Regions from separate parts of the Bicyclus anynana genome. Here region 2 is linked to region 1. A link is a contact called in public Hi-C data. All regions are on one chromosome and are shown on one strand. The core of a region is the stretch at or near the end of the contact, and the rest is flanking DNA. Distances in the headings are between cores, read along the strand shown.

Region 1 (3,872 bases), core at 976-3,475:
GGACTGTAATGGACGTACTTAATCCACGCGACGCGACGTACCTACGTGTGTATAAAAACTGTATAGTTATAAAAACTGTGTTTTTTTATTAGGTATACAGTAGATTCTAGCCAAGTGGTAAAATATTACTAATGTAGTATACTTAACTATTAGTCTTACTATATTGACGTTCGAGATAACGTTACACGTTACATGAACCTGTGTGTTTATCTTAATTAGGAAAAATTAAAAGTAGGGATCAACGTAACTACTTGTTACTTTCGTGATTTCGTCCCGATTATAAGTTATAATGGATGGGTTATAAATTATAACCCATCCAATCCACGGACAATATAATAGAGTAGGTATGTATGTTCTTTTTTTGTTTTCATGTTGTTTATTTTGTAAGTTTACTTGGTTTTGTTCTTAGAAATGTCATTTTATATATTTTTTGTATTTTTAATAACCTAATCTCTATCTATCTATAGTACGGCTGATTAAAAATCATGAAAAATCATAAAAAATCCTGAAGAAATTGTTTTACAAAAACTCCTTACACTACAAAAACCAACCCTAAAACATGGTAGTCACAAATTACACTTCACTTGTTTTGTTGGATCTTTTTTCTCAAAATCGAGGTATTTGTCAGGCAAGACTACGTTGGTATTACGAAGACTCATTCTGGATATACTTTATTCTGTGTTAGTACCGTCAGGTTCAAGCTAACTTTCCCGAGATAAATGTACCTTTGTCGGTGCTGTCTGTTTGTTCAATGTTTACTATCTAGATATTCGCTACGAGTTTAAACTACACGACCCTCAAGTAGTTCCCACTCCACTGGCACTGCACTAGCTACTAGCACTGGCGCTGGCGCGACACTCACCGGAACGTCCACCAGATGTTGAAGCACATGGTGTTGAGCCAGAAGAAGGCGGACAGGAACAGGAAGTGCATGCACACGGCCAGCGCGCGGCACAGCGGCGGCGGCACGCGCTCGCCCGCCAGCTGCGTGCCCGCCAGCAGCGCGTCGCCCAGCATCAGCGCCGCCACGTAGTGCGTCTGGCAGCGCCAGTGCAGCGCGTGGTGCTGCGCCGGCAGCGCGCAGCCCGCCGCCAGCGTGGCCGCCAGGAACAGCGCGCCCAGCGCCAGCCCCGCGCCGTACAGCAGCCGCCGCGCGCCGCCCGGCGCCGCGCCCGCCGCGCGCGCCGCGCACGCCAGCACACGCGCGCCCGCCTCCGCGCCCACCGCCTCGGCGCACCACGCGCCCGCCTCCAGCCGCGCGCCGCCCAGCCGCAGCGCGCCGCCCGCCTCCAGCCGCGCCGCCGCCAGCGCGCCCGCCACCGCGTACTGCGAGCCCTCTGCGCACGCCGGCCAGCCCGCGCCCACCGCGCTGTCGTTGGCGCGCGCGCGCAGCTCCCGCAGCGTCTCCTCCGCGCGCGCCGGCGCCGCCACGCAGCGCGCGCCGTCGAACGCGTGCCCCGGCGCGCAGCACTTGGCCACGCCGCGCCCGCCCGCGTCCTCGGCGCACGCCAGCGCCACGCCCGCGTCCGCGCACCAGCGCTCCGGCGGCAGGCCGCGCGCCGCGCCGCGCAGCTGCAGCAGCCCGCTGTTGGCCAGCAGCGCGTACGCCGCCGCGTGCTCGCGCAGCACGCGCAGCTCGCCGCCCGCGCACGCCGGCACGCGCTCGTACTGCAGGCGCCAGTGCGCCGGCACGCGCCCGCGCTCCAGGAAGGCCGAGCGCACCGGCGCGTACACCAGCGGCGCCCAGGCGCGCGACGCGGGCACGCACGCCGCCGGCACGTCCTCGGCGCGCAGCACGTCCACGCGCAGCGCGTCGGGCGCCAGCTCGCGCTCGGGCGGGCAGCACCGCGGCACGAGCGCGGCGGGCGCCGGCTGCCCCGCGCCGCCCCAGCGCGCGCACAGCAGCGCCAGCAGCGCCGCCGCCAGCATGGCGGCTCACCGCATGCCCGTGCGACGGTCACCGACAACGATCACTGCACCGGTCGCCGTCGGAACAGTTTGTAAACACAACATTCGCTCGTCACAGAAGCACGTGTGTGTGGGCGCACGGCACGGGCGCGCGTGCTCTCACTGCGAGGGCTCGGGAGTGACTGAACTGATGAAACGAACTCGGCTCGACTCACGACTCGCGTGACGAATTGAAAGTCGTCGGGCGGAGGGAGGAGGAGCACAGAGCACGCGTGCGGCGGGCGCGGGGGCCGGGCGTGGAGTCCCGCGGCCGGCGGCTGCACGCTGCAGCGCGCGACGCGACGCGACGCGACGGCACAAGCCCGAGGGCGGGCCGAGCGCGCGGCGCAGCGAGCCGGCGCGGCCCGAGGTGCTGCTGCTGGTGCTCGCGGGTGCGAAGTCACTCATTATAATCAGACCTCTTCTTATTAAAGCTTTCCGAATGAGGAACTATTTTTGTACGAGTGTTTCAATTACAAGATAAAAAAAAATTTAAAACATAAAACGTACCGACTAAACTAAGAAAGCGAACGATAACATCATACTTACATGTTCTACCTCCAGACCACTTGAAGACGGAGCCAACCCGGTGATGTATATATCAAACCATGTAAGAATATCGTAAAGATTTATGTTTTTCAGACAGCGTTCTTTCATGTAACTCTTTCAGAAGCGGCTTAAATTAACAGATCACCGGCTTAGCACCGCCTGCAAAGTGATCAGGTGGTAGAACGTAGTAACTTCCTTTTTAAAAAAAAATCCCTACATGCAAAGTGAGGATGATTTTTTTATCGTCTATCTTAAGGTATACTTACCTTTACCTTACTTGTATTATTTAATAAGTACTAATTTAATCTATGGAACGCCTACACTGCGCGTGGCTCGACAAGCACTTGGCCGGTTTTTTTTTGCATGATTTGTTTACTTATAAAAGAATATCTGTTGCGCTACGAAAATGATAAATGATTTTCGATGGAGTAAATAATTTTCCGTACCGACATCAGCATTTTAATGTTCTCGAAACAATAATGATTACATTTCCAAGTGCGAGTGCGAGAGCCCGCCGCAGCCTCGCACGCGTTGAAGTCGCCGCCAGCTCGCCCGCGCCGCGCGCCGCTACTACTTGGCATGGGTTTATACTTTTATCCAAAAGACTAACTTTTTCAACCCTTTAGGGTTTAAATGTTTTTATCCCTATTCCATTTCGCATTTTATTCATGATTTATGGACATTTTTTTATATCTGCAGCTCTAAAAAATTTTAATAAAATAATACCTACAACCGACTTCAAAATCGCAAGAATGTTTCTATTAGACTAAAAAGTAAATAATAACATCGTATGTGCTACCTTTAGTTAGTGCTGTGTTAATGAAAGCTGTTCCTGAAAATCCTAAATCTTTATGGTTTAAACGGCTTGTATTATTACATCACAAGCTTAGTACCGCCTTCATACTAATTAAAAGGTAGCACATACGATGTTATTTTTCACTTTTTAGTTAAGTAGAAACATTCTTGTGATTTTGAAGTCGGTTGTATTTAATTATTAAATTTTTTCATTTTAATATTTTTAGTGATAACATGAAGAGTAAAACAATATAAAACATTTGGATAACAAAACCACCATGTTATTCTCGTACAGTTATTACACTTATTTTTCTTATTACGTACGATCTCGTATACATCACTCCCCGTTACCTGTTCCCTACGAAATATGAATATTCTAAATTTTTGTTTGTTTTGACAGTCACGACCCATCTAGATGTAAAGTTCTTATCAATACAAATTAATCAAGCCCAATCACAAGATAGCTACTGTCAACCGTTGATGAGTTCCCTTAAAAGTCCCTTGTCTGTATGACCAGACCCCTAATGACAGGCACATTTCATCTAGGTGTAAAGTACTCGTCGATACAAATGATCAAGTCC
Region 2 (3,872 bases), core at 899-3,398, 140 kb before region 1:
AAAAATGAATGCTACCTACTAGTCATGTGGAATATGTAGAAATGTAATTAATTGGAAAATACTTTTCATCATCAGGTCAGGTTTAGGTCATGCACACATCATCATCACGTCACACATCGATCGTAATTTTGACGTAATTTAGAATTTTATCATGTATTGCCAAACCTATAAATAAAGGTCTTTTCTTTCTTTCACCTGCGAGAGTAAGCGATTTATCTCTTTACTCTATGAATTACGTCGAGTGTACACAGCCTAAGGCAACAGTGAGCGGACTCCGCGCCGTCGTCGTAAATATTCCAGTAATTTGTTTACCCTGTGGCGGCTAACGAGCGAGCGCACACGACCGCCAGTACCTACCGGGCGAACTTCATTGAATTTACGGCCGCCGTTTGATGTACACACTACACTCGCATCGTGGCCGATAGGGACGCGTGCTGCCGGTCCACGGGAGGGAAAACTCGAGCTAGTAGATGATACTTGCATTTAATGTAGGCCATAACGGCAAGTAGCACCTTAAGATTGACCTTTTACGTGGGAGATATCATAGAGCACAAGTAACCAAAAACACAAGAGCTTCCATCACTTTCATGTTTCAGTGTGAACATCCCGGCCCCGACCTACCATCATTATCGTCATTGTCAACGAACAGAATGAGAGAGGGGCTAGGCCACCATCCTGGCCCATGCGGATTGGCAGACTTCATACATGTAGAGAATTAAGAAAATTCTCAGGTAGTATGCAGGTTTACCTTCACCGTTTGAGACACGAATGCACATAACTGAAAAGTTGGAGGTGCATGCTCTGAACCGGATTCGAACTTACGCTCTCCGGAATCGGAGGCAGAGGTCATATCCACTGGGCTATTACGGCTCTCATCAAGAACTCATTAGTCATTACGAACCTACCTATATTGTAAATTGCAATTGTGTATTGCAATTTTCCATTTTATACAATTTATGTTTATGTATTTGAAACCTTGTGCTAGCCACCGGACACAAGGAATGACGAGTTCACGTTTTCTCTGGCGAATCGACTTCGCCAACGTTCCAACTTCAGATCGATAGTACTAACTTTTTAATTAAAGATTGAAATGATATTGCAATTTATTATGGAACTTCTAAAAAACGTAAAAGTGAACTATCACTAAATAAAGATCCAACGCTTTGAACCAACAAAGTTTTGGCGGATTTGAGTAAGCACTGTGGGAGCCCACCTTCGCTTCTGTGTGGGTCGCCAGTTTCGCCGACACTAAAGTGCATAATATTAGCATTCGATGGAACTGCGGCGCACTGTTTCACACTAAAGGAAAGTTCCACTCCAGTCGCGCCGAACGTTTGCCCAGCACACGAGCACGTGAGCGAACAAACAGAGCTGATCAAACAAGATTAACCGCAGCTTCGGTTCACGGCCGCTCTACCACCGCTAGCCCACCTTTGTTTTACAAGCTTTTATTGCACTCGTATCTTGCTGAAACCAAAGAATCGAAAAAAAAATAGAACGCCAACATTCGAGAAACAGTGGCGTTACTGAAGTCACCTGGACGTACGATGTCTGAAGTCACCTGGACGTAGGCTTTTTAACTCACGATCTCGGGGGCGCCCGGACTGATACACTTAGGTTACGACATCCTTCCCGAAAGACCCTCTAAGCCGAGGTCCGAGACGTCCGTCTCAAAGACGCCCTTAGAGAGTCGTTTCACCCTTTTACTTTGCTTCTGTCTTTGAGCCCCATCAGGCGATGCTTCTGCGCTCGCCCGAACCCCCCGGTGACGCCGTTGAGATCCCATTGTGGAGCCTACGGCATTTACACAATCGGAAAAAAATAATATTAAGGTAGTCGATGCAATTTGTTTTATATTATTTCACTAAGAGGTTCTGAAAATCCGTTCAGTTTACTGCAAACAGACATACAGACGCGGCAGAGGATTTTCTTTTAGATTATGTATAGATTATGAAAAAATCATGTTCATTTTATATGTAATCGAATGCCATTGTTTTAAAATAACCATATTTTATAATTTTTTTTATTTGCTGTATTTCAAAAATATGGGTCTCGTGTTTGTGAATTTCGTTTACTGTTACATCTATGTTCCCGTAGTCTGTGAGCGCGGCCGGCGCGGCGCTGGCAGATAGCTCATGTGGGTCGCGCCAGATGTGCTACTTCTGTTTTACGACTTCGCTGCGTACTGACTCAATCTTGTTAGGTACGAGGTGTACTAATATTTGTACTTTCTTGTTTGAATTACTGCCAGTTTCCGAGATAGAGGCTCACCGCACACCGACATTATCACTAAATGTATCTACTTGTTTTATTATAAAGACAAACATTACTGTCGTGTTAGTCCAGTAGTAGTGTTAGCCGGTGTGGATGTACGGTCCCAGGTTTTTGATAGATTGAGACTTGGGCTGTACAAGTGTACATGGCGGTGTCTTCAGATAATATAGTTTCCAACGGGGTTGGAAAGGCGTTGATACACCCCTGTGCCTTGGAGAGCACTTAAAAGCGTCGCTGTGGACGTCTATGATAATGATCGTTACAAAGACGTATATTAGCACTTTAACAACATACCCGCTTGGAACAAAGTGAAGGATCCAAACCCCCTGTAATACAAGTAAACCTGTAGCGGAGAAGTCCGGCCCTGCGCTCAGCTACCAACATAAGCGAATATGCGGTATCCTTTATATCTGTCGAGTGTTATACGGGCAAGGGCTAGCGTATGACACTGTAACACTCGACTGGCCGCTCGGCGTGTAGTTCTGTATAGCGACACCAAATGTGGGTCAACGAGACCCGCGCCGTTTAGCCGCTCGTTTTTGTAACAACAGCCTTCCCTCCGAGATATCTACACATAGCCTACCCGTACTTAGCCTATCTGCACGTAGCTTATCTGCCAGTAAAACCCATCGCTGTGATAAATCTTTTATCTCAGAGCGGCACTTGTGAGCCTCTCGCCGGGTTGGGGTCTGGCCGACCATAGAGACACTGGCGCAGGCTGCGGGCTACGTTTATCGTTAATATTAAGTTACTTCAGTTTCTGCTGAACTATTAAGATCAGTGGCGACGCTACACCGATGTGGACTGTCGATGCATACGACACTTGGTCCAACAACCAAGTGGAAGCGTTTCAAGGTATTGGTAGCTTTTCCCTGTAAGATCATTGACGAGTACGACTATTGGAACAAGAACAGTCTTGTCACAAAAACATAAGATTAGTACAAAATAAAAATAATTGTGATCCCCGCGAGCAATCAGCGCAGCGGGCCGCGGGGAATCCCTCGGATAATCCCGCGGTAGCTCGCTGACGCTGATGTTATTATGTTTGGAAAGTCGCGATTTGTTTTCATTTTACGAACAATATCTTCAGCCTTCACCTTCACTTTCATCACTAGCTGCGTGCGTAAGAAATTGTATTAAGTAGCTTAAGAACCAAAAGCTCAAAGCACTAAATCTTGCATATTTAGGGCCTATTTATTGCACCCTCTGATAAGTATCAGATACAAATTTAGTCTTTGTCTCTTGACATAAAGTAAGAAAGACACAAAACATAGTTTAGTCCGTCCAACACTTATCATAAAGTGTTGAAACAGACTCTAAAACTGGCAGATTTTAACGTCTTATAAAATTAATTAGTTCAATGTCTGCTACTCTGTTACAATGATTGGTTCAAACGGATTTACGGCACAGTAAAAGTGTGAGCGATAGAGATAAAACAAACCAGACATTGATGTGTGTTCCGTGTACTCAGTACTTCAGTAGTAGTAAATAATAATAATCAGTTTAGTAGCGCAACGTACGGAGCCGCGCCGCCGCCGCCGCCGCCTCGCTGGGACGAGGCGAATATTTACGATGCTGACATCAAAGCAGTCTCGAGG

The links. A called contact is a pair of places that touch in the nucleus more often than the background predicts.
Region 2: a contact with region 1 is called in a Hi-C map of whole larva, with 4 times the contacts expected there. The contact joins the enhancer-like site here to the promoter of LOC112052590 in region 1. A contact is called at or near these places in 2 of 2 Hi-C or Micro-C datasets (whole body and whole larva).

What each region holds. Positions count from the first base shown.
Region 1 is chr5:59,810-63,681 of ilBicAnyn1.1, reverse strand. LOC112052590 (probable G-protein coupled receptor Mth-like 1) reads right to left here and starts at 2,225. Exons shown (of 2, transcript XM_024091733.2): 1 at 863-2,225. The coding sequence starts at 1,929.
Region 2 is chr5:199,022-202,893 of ilBicAnyn1.1, reverse strand. No RefSeq gene overlaps it. Among protein-coding and RNA genes, the nearest start is that of LOC112052596, 13 kb to the left of the region's middle. Within about 2 kb of position 2,148, at least 8 of the 8 cell types and tissues checked have open chromatin away from gene starts, as enhancers often do.